Linked DNA regions of Mus musculus: region 1 is linked to region 2. A link is a contact called in public HiChIP or PLAC-seq data. All regions are on one chromosome and are shown on one strand. The core of a region is the stretch at or near the end of the contact, and the rest is flanking DNA. Distances in the headings are between cores, read along the strand shown.

The links. HiChIP or PLAC-seq counts read pairs in DNA pulled down with a chosen protein or histone mark.
Region 1: a contact with region 2 is called in a CTCF HiChIP or PLAC-seq map of stem cell-derived epiblast-like cells, with 5 times the contacts expected there. The contact joins two enhancer-like sites. A contact is called at or near these places in 2 of 15 datasets of contacts at CTCF or cohesin (embryonic stem cells and stem cell-derived epiblast-like cells), 21 of 484 Hi-C or Micro-C datasets (the C2C12 cell line, cranial neural crest, differentiating embryonic stem cells and 5 more), 14 of 115 datasets of contacts at active chromatin or transcription factors (embryonic stem cells and epiblast stem cells) and 1 of 9 other capture datasets (embryonic stem cells).

What each region holds. Positions count from the first base shown.
Region 1 is chr10:85,537,221-85,543,540 of GRCm38.p6, forward strand. All of the region lies in intron 1 of Btbd11 (BTB (POZ) domain containing 11), which reads left to right. Among named protein-coding and RNA genes, the nearest start is that of Gm40731, 50 kb to the right of the region's middle. Within about 2 kb of position 2,776, at least 39 of the 459 cell types and tissues checked have an H3K27ac peak or open chromatin away from gene starts, as enhancers often do. A contact at or near this core is called in differentiating embryonic stem cells and stem cell-derived epiblast-like cells, where this site is marked.
Region 2 is chr10:85,456,012-85,462,337 of GRCm38.p6, forward strand. All of the region lies in intron 1 of Btbd11 (BTB (POZ) domain containing 11), which reads left to right. Among named protein-coding and RNA genes, the nearest start is that of Btbd11, 72 kb to the left of the region's middle. Within about 2 kb of position 3,165, at least 70 of the 459 cell types and tissues checked have an H3K27ac peak or open chromatin away from gene starts, as enhancers often do. A contact at or near this core is called in differentiating embryonic stem cells and stem cell-derived epiblast-like cells, where this site is marked.

The sequences.
Region 1 (6,320 bases), core at 1,526-4,025, 81 kb after region 2:
TCCATTGCAGCCCCAGTCAGGCACAGGGTGTGGAGTCAATGGATGGAAGGACAGAAAGAAAGATAAGATGTGTGATGAAAGAGTGAATGACAGAAGGATAGATGGACATTAAGCTGCATGAAAGCAGCTACTTTGGTATATTGTCTACTGGGTCTCTGTGGTTTAGCACATTGTAAATCCTCACACATTTTAGTTTAACTAATTAAAAATGACCTGTTATGTGGGCGGATGGATGAATGGGTAAGTGGGTGGGTGGATGGGATGGATGGATAGATGGGTGAATGGATGGATGGGCAGATGGATGAGTGAGTTAGAGGACGACTGGGTAGATGGTTGGATGGATGAGTGGATATATATATTTGGATTATAAATATCTAAGAGGTAGATGCACAATCAACTTGATATAAAGCAAAATAGTCCCAGTTGTCCAAAATTCTGCCTGATCTATTGCCATGAAAATAATTGAAATGTCAAAGACTATTTCTAACTCGTAGAATTTTACTGTTAGCCACACCCCAAGGCTGATTTTTATCCAGTTCTGTGCCAGTTTTCCCCTCAGTGTCACTACTGTGCGAGGATCAGGTGAGCTTTGTAGAAAACCATCCAAAGACCACACACTTTCCTCCTGGGAGCTGACCACTGTTGATACTTCCACAGCTACGCCAGACCTCGTGGGAGATCTTCTATAACACTCCTCCGAGACTCTTCTTAGGAAGAGTTAGGGCTTAAAGCAAGTGCTCTCATGACCCACTAAGCCGTAGGAAGTTCCTTCACTAAAGATATGGGGGAACTGGAAAATGTGGTTTTTCTTTCCTTTCAAGGTAGATAGCACTGAGGACCATGCAGAGAGATTGCATGGATGATACAGTGGAGGCAGGACCCTAGGACAGAAGAGGGTGGAGTGCGGAAGGGGGCCAACAGCCTGGCAGGTATGATTAGCAACAATCCCTACTGGCAGGACTGAAGAGGGCAAGAAGTATCTCCCACCCCAGGGCTCACGTGAGAAGACTGCATCCAAGGAGCAGAAAGGAAGTGTGCTTAGCACGATCTTAAGCATACATGGCCTTTTCTCCAAACCCAGGCCCCTCAAGTAAAGACAGACCCACCCTGTGCCCCTTGCGATTAGACTCTTCTCTTTTTTTCTTACACCCAGCATCCACTTAGCATCTTCGTTGTCTGGCCCGGTTTATGTATGCCCTCTAATTACTATAATTACTCTGCCCTAGCCGCCCTAGAGTGGCCCTTCAAAACCAGGTCCAATTCCACCCTTCTCCATTCAGGATCCTCCAGTGTGTCCCACCTTGCTCAAGGTCAGACCCAACGTCTTTGGGGGTCACCCATTAGGCCTCACCCAATCCATCCTCAGTGTTCTATCACCAGACGACATCTCCGGACTTGCTACTCTGTTCCTTTCTCTAACAGGCTCAGCACACACCACCTTCGGCTCTTCCTCCTACAGACCCCTTTGTTGTCCCACTCTTTAATAGAAATACCTGATACTTCCTGTCACTTCCTTCAAGCCTCTACTTTAGGGCTTCTTCTTCATCATTTTCTGCCATTTCCTCTGTGGCCCCTACTGCCTGTTGCTGGCATATTTGAGTCATGTTGTTAGAGTGTTGATTTGAAACACAAGTACTAGGCACAAATATCAAGGCTTTCCAGTACTTTGCTACCATATCCTAAGAACCTAGAGCATTGCCTGGCGCCTAGTAGGTGCTCAGCTAATGCTCACTGAATGAGAGAATGAGCTAAGCTTTTAACCCTTGACTTTCTTGCTTCTCCAGTTAATTCTCTCATTATGCCACCAGTGTTAGAGTCACATTAACCTTCCCATTGTCTCCGTTCCTTGCCTCTTATACCAAGTCTCTAGAGCAGCACAGCTCCCACAGTGCACTAAGCCCAGAGGGAAGCTAGCCCTAGCTCATCCCTAGCTGGGCAGGAGGAAAAGCTGGCTGCCTGTGGCTCTCAGAGGGAAGGACAGCTTGTGAGATCGCATTCAGCCACTTCCTGCTTGTGACTCCATTCTACCTGCCCTACCTCTCTGTGTCTTGTTTCTGGCAGTCTCCACTGCCCTTCTCGCTGCCTCCCTGGCTGCCTGGACTGAAAGTTCCTCGAAAGCAGGGCATGAAGCTTCTTCAAGTCCTTGGCATCCCAAGTCGGATAACCTGGATAACCTTGAATTTGTTAGACCAGTGGAAGTGGGGATAGAGGTGGGAAGAGAGGATGGAAATGCAGTGTGAGATCACTGTTTCTAGAAAATGGGCTGTGAGTTGAGAGAGAAGCATAGCGCCTTGTAGGTGAAGGTGGAGATTCTGGCCGGTTAATAAAGTCCTCTGTGATCTGCAGCTGCCTGTGTCCACTTACCACCCTCCGCTCTGGCACTTCCCCCACATGCTGAGCACCTGCCTCTGGGCCTTTGTTCCTCCACTGACTGTCCTCCAACAACAATTATAATGATAATAGCAGCTGCCATTATTGAGCTATTTATAGAGAGCAAGCTGTATTTCACTCATTTAATCTTCCAGCAGCAAGGCAACTGATGGCTGTGCTGGAAGTTCTCCATTATTCTATAGTATTCCCAAGGAAACTAGTGCTTCAGGGGAGGCTAACTAAATGCATCAGCGCTGTGGGCCAAACCCAGCTTCCAGAACTCAAGCTCTTTGAATTGCTCTGTGGAGTCTGATTCTCAAATCCCAGCTGGTACTGAGTCCCTAGGAAACATCCAAAACGGAGGCTGCCTTGGGCTTGCCTGGGGCGGCTTCACGGGACCACACAGGACAATACAGGGCGTAGTCTGACCTCTGCTGTTTCTTCCACAATATTCCAGCTGGTGGAGGCCTGTATTCACAGCTAAGCTGGAGGCCTTGGGCCTCAGGCATCGACCCAACCTGCTCAGGTATTTGCATTTTCTGAAGGTCAGCACGCCCTTCCTTAAGCAGGTTTTAGACTCCCCATCTCAGTGGGCCCTGGCACCCATTTCTAGAAAGGATCTACACTGATGTTTCCTCCACTCTCATTCTGAGGTGCTCTGGGTCCAATATTTCTAAGATCTCTGAAAAGGAAACTCGTGCTTGGGCAAACTGTGAACCAGGAACTGTGCTCACACTAGCAGAAAAAGGGCTTGTTTCACATAGACAGAGGGCAAACTAAACCAGCCCTAAATCTGCTTCCTGCTGCCAAATCTTTTTAAAATAAAAGAGGAGCTCCAAACTGGTGGTATAGACATAAAAAAAAAAAAAAAAAAAAAAAAAAAAAAAAAAAAAGCTCTGACTTTCTATTTTGTTTCTTCATAAATCTAACAGTAAAAGAAAGCCTTCTAGCAGTGACTGGGTTATTGACTTCCTAAATCTTTAGCTCCAAAGAACTTCATTTACTTACTTTATTAGCAAACATTTATCGACTCCATTCACTGTGCCAGCTTGTCCATATATATTATCCCATTTCTGCCTCTCCACCAGTCATGGCGAGAGCAATATCAAACACTGCGAAGGGTGGAATAGGGCCAGGACAACCAAGTCAGAGCCGGGCAACCCCCACGAAAGGTGGCGAAGTGGGCATTAGCAGTGAGCTGTGTCTCTTCCAAGGCTCCATCCCTCCCGTTCGCTGGGAAAGCCGAGCTGCTGGCAGGATCTTCGCTTTCAGCTTCTCACTCCATGGAAGACTGAGCCCAGGTTGGCAGCCAGCGCCAGCACAGTCTACTCTCTTGCAGCCAGAGACAGAGGAGGCAGAGCCCAACCCTGTGCCAAGAGAACCAGACCCACGTTGTCACCCCACCCTCAGCATGGCATATGCATCTCCTGATCCTGGCTACTTCCGTTGCTGCATCACAACTCTAGGTTACTCACAGGAAGCACCAAAGATAGGCAACCTGTAGGCCAAGAGTGTCAAGCCACCATACGTACTGTAGTTATGGTTCAAAGGAAGACCATTCAAATTCAGAGACTGTCCTAAACTATTACCTTTTGGTGCCTCCAAATCATCACATCACCATAATTAATAATTAATAATAATAATAATAATAATAACAACAACAGGTTCTTCTACTTTAGTGTAGTGTTTTTGAAAAGATAAAGAGAGAAGGGGTATGTTCTATGGAGGTGTGATGAGGTATGGGGGGAGGGGCTATCTCACTGGGCCCATGCCAAGGCATCCCTTCCTCTTGACAGATCAGCCATGCAATGGTATAGTGTAGACTAGAATAGAGTTTATTAAGGGCATGAGAAGGCCAGTTAAGGGGGTAGTAGAAGCAGAGAAAGGCAGAGACAGAGAGAGAGAGACAGAGAGAGAAAGAGAGAGAGAGAGAGAAGTAGAGGAATAGAGGCCTGCTATGATCATATGGGAGTAGTGAGAGAAGAGCAAGAAAGAACAAGAGAACAAGAGAGGAGCAAGAGAGCAAGGAGGGGCCAAGCAGCCCCTTTTATGGTGGGTTAGGCCTACCTGGCTGTTGCCAGATAACTGTGGGGCGGAGCTTAGACTGAATGCTAACAAGTCTGACTGTGAGAATTCAAATACATTTTAATGTAAATATAAAAAGTACTTGGTACAGTGCCAACTGATTTGGCACTCAGTAAAGCTTGGCTGGCCTCCTCCTCCATCAGCACCAGCATCGTCCCTGAGGGTGGGTGGGGGAAGGCTGGGTGCTGGCGAGTATGGGTTTCTCCTCATGGGGAAGTATATCCCTGACCCAGGTCCAGCGATAAAAAACAGAGGAAGGTGGGGCACTCTGTTTGCCACAGGGCCATGCTGTGCACCTCAGAAGGGAAGCAGGCTGGAAGAGCAGCTTATCTGATAGCCTCCATGACAGAGGAGCTGCTAGACACAGTGTGTCCGAGATCCCGTGCAGAGTAGTAGAGCCCTTAGGTCTTATGCACTGGGTGACTTGACCAAAAGATTCTCTTTCTCCAGTCACACGAGACCTTGGAAGGAGGATCCTCACTGAATCCAGATACTAGACAGATGAGTTTACTAAACTTCAGGTTTGGTAGGGCGGTGTCTGTGAAGCTCTCACGCCAGAGGCCGGAGGGTCTCAGTACATTGCTGTGTTTAATCATCTCAATAAACTCACAGTGCCCGCCGTTTAGCTGCTCTCAACAGGTAGAGAAACTGCCTGGAGCCTGGAGAAGTCTTATCCAGTTTGCAAAGTAACTTGGCTCCGTAGGCCATGCCCTGCCTGCCTTTCTGCACCTCAGCACCAGCCATGATCAGAAACCTTGATGGGCGTGGCTGTGGTGGCACTCACAGCGGTGGACTGATTGTAGTTCTTGGAGGTAACAACCCCTTTTGAGGATTTGAATGCACTCCCTTCTTCAGCCAAATGAAAAATACACAGAATCTCACGAAAACAGATTTCTCGGGGACAGTGTGTGTGTGTACATTGGTGAGTGTACATGTATAGTTGACATCAGCACTCTTCCTCTATCAATCTCAACATGGTGATGATGATGATGGTGATGGTGATGATGATGATGATGGTGATGATGATGATGGTGATGGTGATGATGATGGTGATGGTGATGGTGATGATGATGATGATGATGGTGATGATGGTGATGGTGATGGTGATGGTGATGGTGATGGTGATGGTGATGCAAGGTCTCTCCCTGGGCTGCCTGGCTAGCAAGCTCCTGTCTACACACACACACACACACACACACACACACACACACACCAGGGCTAGGGTTGCAGGTTCATGCTGCCATATTTGTCTTTTTTTTAAAAAAAAAAAGATTTATTTTTTTATGTATATGAGTACACTGTAGCTGTACAGATGGTTGTGAGCCTTCATGTAGTTGTTGGGAATTGAATTTAGGACCTCTGCTCGCTCTGGTCAACCCCCCTCACTCTGGTCAGACCCGCTTGCTTCGGCCCAAAGATTTATTTATTATTATAAATAAGTACACTGTAGCTGTCTTCTGACACACCAGAAGAGGGCGCCAGATCTCTTTACGGGTGGTTGTAAGCCACCATGTGGTTGCTGGGATTTGAACTCAGGACCTTTGGAAGAGCAGTCAGTGCTCTTACCTGCTGAGCCATCTCACCAGCCCCATATTTGGCTTTTATATGCTTTTTTCAGGTCTTCAGGCTTGCAACAAATACTTGACCGGCTGAACCATCTCTCCCACCCCTCTGAACTTCAATCTTAATTGAATTCAATTGTGACCTTGGATCTTAATCAGCAAGTCATTCTGTCCTCAACTCCAATAATAGACTTGCATCAGACACTAAACTTTGGTGTTCAGGCCTTCTTATTCACCTAGATAGTTTTTACATTAGAAAAAATAAGTATTTCAGTTTATGTGTTAAGCCCTATGAGGCAATTT
Region 2 (6,326 bases), core at 1,915-4,414:
TCAATCCCTGAGCTGGGTCCTCTCCATCCTCCAGTCCATAGCTGCTCACAGAGCATCCAGAACACAGTGAGGGCGAGACCTGTGTTATCTCTCAGAAAGCCAGGGACTGACTCAACCCAGGTGGACTCTGCTCCAGGGATGTGGGCTGGGGCTGCACCAGTTGGGGGCACTCTTGCACTGGGACACTTCACCCCTGAGACACTGCAGCCTCTGCTGACTTTAGGTAGGATACTGGGACACTGGAGAGAAAGAGTTGGGGCTGGGGTGAGGGAGAGTTCAATGAATAGCTTGAGAGTCCACAGCTAGCAGGGCCTAGATTCACACCTGAACCCACCAGAGTCAAAGCCAGGCTTTTAGCCACAGCTCCATTCCGCCCTCTTGAGAAAAGCTTCCCTAGAGAGACTTCTTGAAACCCACTGATCATCCCAGGTAGAACATACACAGTTGCCATGAGCCCTTGGACACACCCTTCTCAGTCTGCTCTTCAGTGAGGGAAACGGAGGCTGTTGGGGGGATAACCAATGTCTCCCGGGGAACAGAGCTCTAGAGCTGAGAACTAGATATGGAAAGTTTGCATCCCTGTTGCTTAGTACTTCCTCCTGACACTCAAGACTACCAATAGATGCCATCCACCCTGGCAGTGGTGGGCACATCACTAAGACCCCTGGAGGCATAGACAGGGAAAGCCAAAAGGCTCATCTGAGCGTTGGAGTGCTGATAGAGCCTAACAGTGAGTTACACGGGCTTTAGAACTCAACCTCCGCTCTCGCCGTGCCCAGGCATCTGTTAGTTCCTTTGTGCTGCAACTGCCTCTTCCTTAAGGTACTAATCCTTCCCTTGTATGGTTGCTATACGACCCAATAACTTACTGCCTAGCAGCATTGAGAGTGACACCACCACAGAACAGGCTCTTGGGTCGCGGGACTGTTAAACACTCATTCTGGTCATTATCATGAGAGACAGCAGTCTTGCCACAGAGAGACAAGCCAGGGGGTGGCTTGTCTTCTGACGCTCCATCCCACCCTGATCACCACTGCCCATGTGGATACCAGGTCCAGTCCTGTCTCCAACCAAAGTGCCTTTGTGCTTGCAGTGCCTCCTTATCAACAGGTGACAGCTGGACGAATACTTGATTGAAGCCCAGGCAAGCCATATATACACGTATCATACTGAATTTATTCTCTGCCTTTGGGTTTACGTTTCTCACGCGGGAGCTTCTACCTCTGTCTCATAGATTGGTATCTAGAATCCCTGCTAACTGGCCAGGTGTCCGTGCCATTTGCCTACGGCCTTGACACATGCCCCATTCCCTCACACTGCCAACCTGACTACTCAGCTAGCACTGCTTGTACACCTGTCCTGGAGCCCCCAACTAGTTTCATTCTTGTTTGTTGAACATCTAGTCTGTGTGGTGCTGTCTGAAGCTTGCTGTGACAACATTTTCCTGGTCTTCAGAAGCCACTGGGGGACCGTCCACAACCTCTCAGGTCCTAGTGCTATAGATGAGTTATCTACCTTCAGGAGGGGGCGGCTCTGGTCCCTTCCCTCAGTCTGAGCCCTTCTGTTGCCAGTTTCCTCTCCTCTGCTTCCCAGAAATGCTCTCTTCATCTGTTCCTGCATCTCCCAGCTTTGTGCAGGAGCAAGCATAGCACGGAAAGGGTAACTGACTGATCTAAGGCAACTCAGGAACCTGAGTGTGTGCGGGCAGATAGTAACTAGAGACCCTCAAGGTGTGTCTGATGCACTCCCAAAGACCGGGTCTGGGAGGATACAGGAGGCTCTAGGAACCAGAACAGAGGGATTCTGGGTAGCCTTAACTACAATGGAGAGGACATCACAAAGGAACAGACCTGACTGAGGCAAATACAGGCTTTCTGGCAATGCAGGACCTTACCCTGGGGTTGGGCATCCCTCGACAGAGAATGTGCCTTTCCCATCCCTTGTATGTTGGAACCTTTCTCCACTGCTCCTCGTTTCTCTCCATGGTAAGTGACGTTCTCTCATTGTTCATACGCATGAGGTCATAGGTTCGATTTCCCTGTACTGAAAAAACAAACAAACAAGCAAACAAAACATCCAACAATCTTAAAATTCAGGTTTGGTTGGCGATGATTTAGTGGGGCTGCCTCAACTTGACTCGGTGGTAAAGGTCTGATGGCCAGGGTTCAATCCCCAGGACCTACGCAATGGAAGGAGAGAGACTCCTGTGAGTTGTCATGGCGCGTACAGAATAAATGGATGTGATTTTAAAAGAACACTTCTCTCGGCACAGGGTTGTTGTGCTGTTTATCTATGCAGATCAACACCTGGGTCTCCACACCGAGTTTTCATGTCCTTTTAACGTCTGCATTCCTGTCTGCCGGAAATTCCTCCTGCTATCTATAATGTAGAGTTAAGCTCACGTTCAAAACCTCTGCAGAGCATCAGGAAATCATTTAACCTTCTCAAAACACAGCTTTCTTCCTCGGATAATGAGGACTGTCTTAGAAATTGTGGGGGCACACTCTGGCAGCACCCAGCAAAGAGCCTCAGCTAAGCAGCAGTGTTCACGGAGCTCCTGGTCTGTCCTGTCCCGGGGGTGGGGGGTGGGGCCCACGATGAACAGTAACATAGATGATTTTTCTTTTTGGCATGATGAAATTTTAATTGTTTTATCCTTGGGATTCATGCTCCTTTTCAGTAATTAAAAATGCCGAGAATGTAAGAACCACCTACCAGAATTAACAGATGTTAATCATTTCTCATATTTGCCCGAATTTTCTCAAACAAAAGAAACCAAATATTTTCACTAAAGCTGAAATCCCTCCTGTTATGGTTCCTCGGGTTCTTCCTTCCTCCCCCGAGGCAGCCTTGATCATGAATTTGGGGCATAGTCTTCCAATCTGTCTCTGTGTCGTGTTCCCACTCCGAGTGTTCATAAATCATACATGGGTTACATTTGCATGCTTAACGGCATACTCTCCAACTTGATTTTTTTTTCACCCCACATTGTTTTGCAAGCACATCTGTGTGGAAGCCCAGAGTCCCTCGTTCATGCTGATGGCGAGTGCTCTGTTGTCCCCAGTCTCTGCCACACCAGGCGGCTGCCTGCCATTGCCATCCATCCTGCAGAAGTGCCTCCCCTGAGAGTCCCGGGGAAGACATTCCAGAGGTGGAACTGCTGACTCACAGAGCGCTCCAGCCGCCAGCTGGCCTGGCCTGTGCCAACCTGTTCTGCAGAGCGAGTGCACGGGTTCACACAGGCCACCTCGGAGGGGTCTGGCCCTCCACCTTCTCACGGGTCCTCACAGTTGTGACTTTTCAGTGTTCGCCAAACAGATTTGTTGTGTGGTGGGGTCTCACGCTTATTTTTACCCCGCTCATCTCCGTTCACTGGCGTGCCGTCATTTCTCCGTGTTTCTGAATATCCAGTCTGTCTGAAGGAAGGTTTTTAAATTCTGTACCATGTTACAGCTGCCTCCCCCGGTGTCTTCTTTCCTGCTGAGTTTTCTGTGAGGAGTATTTTGTCCTAAGGAAGATTTTAAATTTTGTTTTGGTTTAATTGATCTATTTTTTTTTCAATTATGAATTTAAGAGCTAAGCTTATAAGGGCATTTCCTCCTAATGAGGTTGCAGTTTGTGATGAAGTATGCTTGTGCACATATGGGTTGTTAACCCTTTTGCATGCAGCAGAAAATCAGTTTTAATATTGTCCTCAAGGAAAGCCGTTTGTCCCACACTTTGAACAGTCCACTTTTCCTACACTAGTTTTTAATGCCAGCTCTGTTCTATACTAGGGTTTCTTAAACTTTTTTCCACTCACAACTCCTTTTGTCCTCCCAAAGTTTATGAAACCCAAAGAATATAGGTTTATAAAACACATACAAACAGTTACTGGCCATAAATCACAATGAAATTTACTTGAAATTAATTTTTATTATAGATTTTTATTTTATCAATTATTAAAGACAAAAAGAAAGTTCTGTATTAGTGAGATGCATGTAGCCCATTTCTTTTTAGCATAAAGTTAAATCTCCACTGAACATTTGATACTACAGGACATAGAGCATCGTCAGTATTTTTCATAGTTGATTGACATTTTGATCTTTAATATCATCAGCACTGGGAACACTGTCACATAAATACATAGGATAAAATGACAGGACTGCGTTCGGGGCCACCACAGAAATTGTTGAAAATTCTGTCCTGCTCCCCAGCTAAAATTCATTTACCAGAATGGTTTTTTTACTGAACTCAAGTCAATAACTCAAAGATAGATTTTTAAAGCCAAGCATTCTAACAAATTGCAATCCAGAGAGTATACTGATTTGGTATGCACTGAGGGACTGCGGTAGGAAAGTAAAGTCTTTGTTTGCCATAAGGAAGCCATTCTGTTTCTGTCAGAGCAGAAGACTGTATGTACTGTGAAACTGACCTGCAGGCCAGAACTTAGGGCCACCCTGACCAAGGTGAGGTGTTTGGGACAGCGTTCCTTGGTATTTCATAGCATGGTGTCATGAACAATACTAAGCGTGATAGCTTGTTGTTATGTCAACTTGACACAGACCACAGTCGTTCTGGGAAAAGGAGCCTCAGTTGAGAAAATGCCCCACCAGACAAGCCTGTGGGCAAGCCTGTGGGCAAGCGTGTGGTGCATTTTCATCGATCGATCATCGATGGATGATCACTGTGGGTGAACCCATCCTAGTATGGACAGTGCCACCCCTGGATGCATGATCCTGAAAAGTATACAAAAGCAGGCTAAACAAGCTGTGAGGACCAGGCCAGCGAGCAGCACCCCTCTATGGCCTCTGCAGCAGTTCCGGCCTCCGGTTTCCAGTGTTGTGCTCCCGCCCTGACTTCCTGGGTGAAGGACCGTAGGTTGTAACCTGAAATACACCCTTTTCTCCCAGAAAAAGGTCAGTGTGTTTCATCACATGGACCTTGTATGTTCAGAACCAAAGCTGCAGGGGAGTCATGGGCTACGACGACCTGATTAGGGCAGTCGGAAACATCTCTGGGTCATAGTGCATTTGAGTTTTGAATTGATTTCTTGTTGTCTCATGCTCAGAGACGCTTCCTAGTTCGCCAGATTTTGGATACCTTTGTAGTCCTTGTGGGGGTCACAAAGCCCAGGTTAAGAAGCTGGGTCTACCAGGGTAGGGGAATGCCAGGGCGGGAAGATGGGAGTGTGTAGGTGGGGGAGCACCCTTATAGAGGTAGGTGGAGGCAGGATGGAAGAGGGGGTTTCTGAAGGGGAGACCTAAAAAGGGGTAAACATTTGAAATGTAAAAAAAAAAGAAAATAACCAATACAATTAATAATAGAAAAAAAGGAGCTGGCTCTACACTCCATTGACAGACATATGTGCATCTTTTCATAGGCTCTCTGGTTTTCCCTGTCTAGTAGGGACAGTTACTCATAACCGTAGAAAGTACCTCGTGCTGTGGGCTGCAGTGAGAGCCCACAGCATGAGGATTTACCCAGGTCCTTCTTTCCTTTGCATCTTTCTTAGCTTGGTTGTGAGCTACAGACCTGTCCTTTACATAGCCTGGTCACCTTGCAGTCTCATTGAGCTGGTTTTGAGATGGGTACCCACTGGAAAAAGAAAGCCTGATTTGTCAAGCTGCCATAGACGGCCACTCTGCTCAGGTGACTATGTGAGAAGCAAACACACATATCTCCTCATTTAGAATCTAATACCCCAACTGGTGATTTAAGAAACCTCTAAATTGGAGAAGGGGGAAATGAGGGAGGTTAGGTGACTGTTTGCATCATATGCAAAGGATTTAAATTTGGACCATACAGACTTATTTACAGTCAGTAGCATAGTGTGGCCTCCTTACACTTGCCTTCTAGGAATCAGTACAGTTGATAAAGTGTGTTGAGTCTGTAGATTTCAGGCCTGGGATAAGTTTAGTATGATCCAGGCAAGCCATAGCAACACCCAAGTAAGGTACCTGGAAAGTAGGAAGGAAGGGCTTGACGGCTAACACCAGTGCACTGAGCGAGAGTTGAAATTACTCCAGGGAAATGCATTGTCCAGCATGTGTAGTGTGCCTACACACATTCTGAAGACGGATCCAGCTGGGTTAGTGTTCAGCCCCTGCTGGAGCACTTCACTCTCTCTTTAGAGGAGCACCAGGTGAATTAGGTGGTAATGGTGATGGTGGTAGTGGTGGTGGTGGTGGTGTGTGTGTAGGGTGTATTTATAAACCAGTGTCCTTAAAGAAAAAAACATGCCAGGACACCACACATTCTCCCAGAGTGGCCCCTTTTCCAAAATAAGTAGTAGTGATTATGACCATGAACTAAGGTATTCAGGGGGGTTGCGAGCACATAGGAGC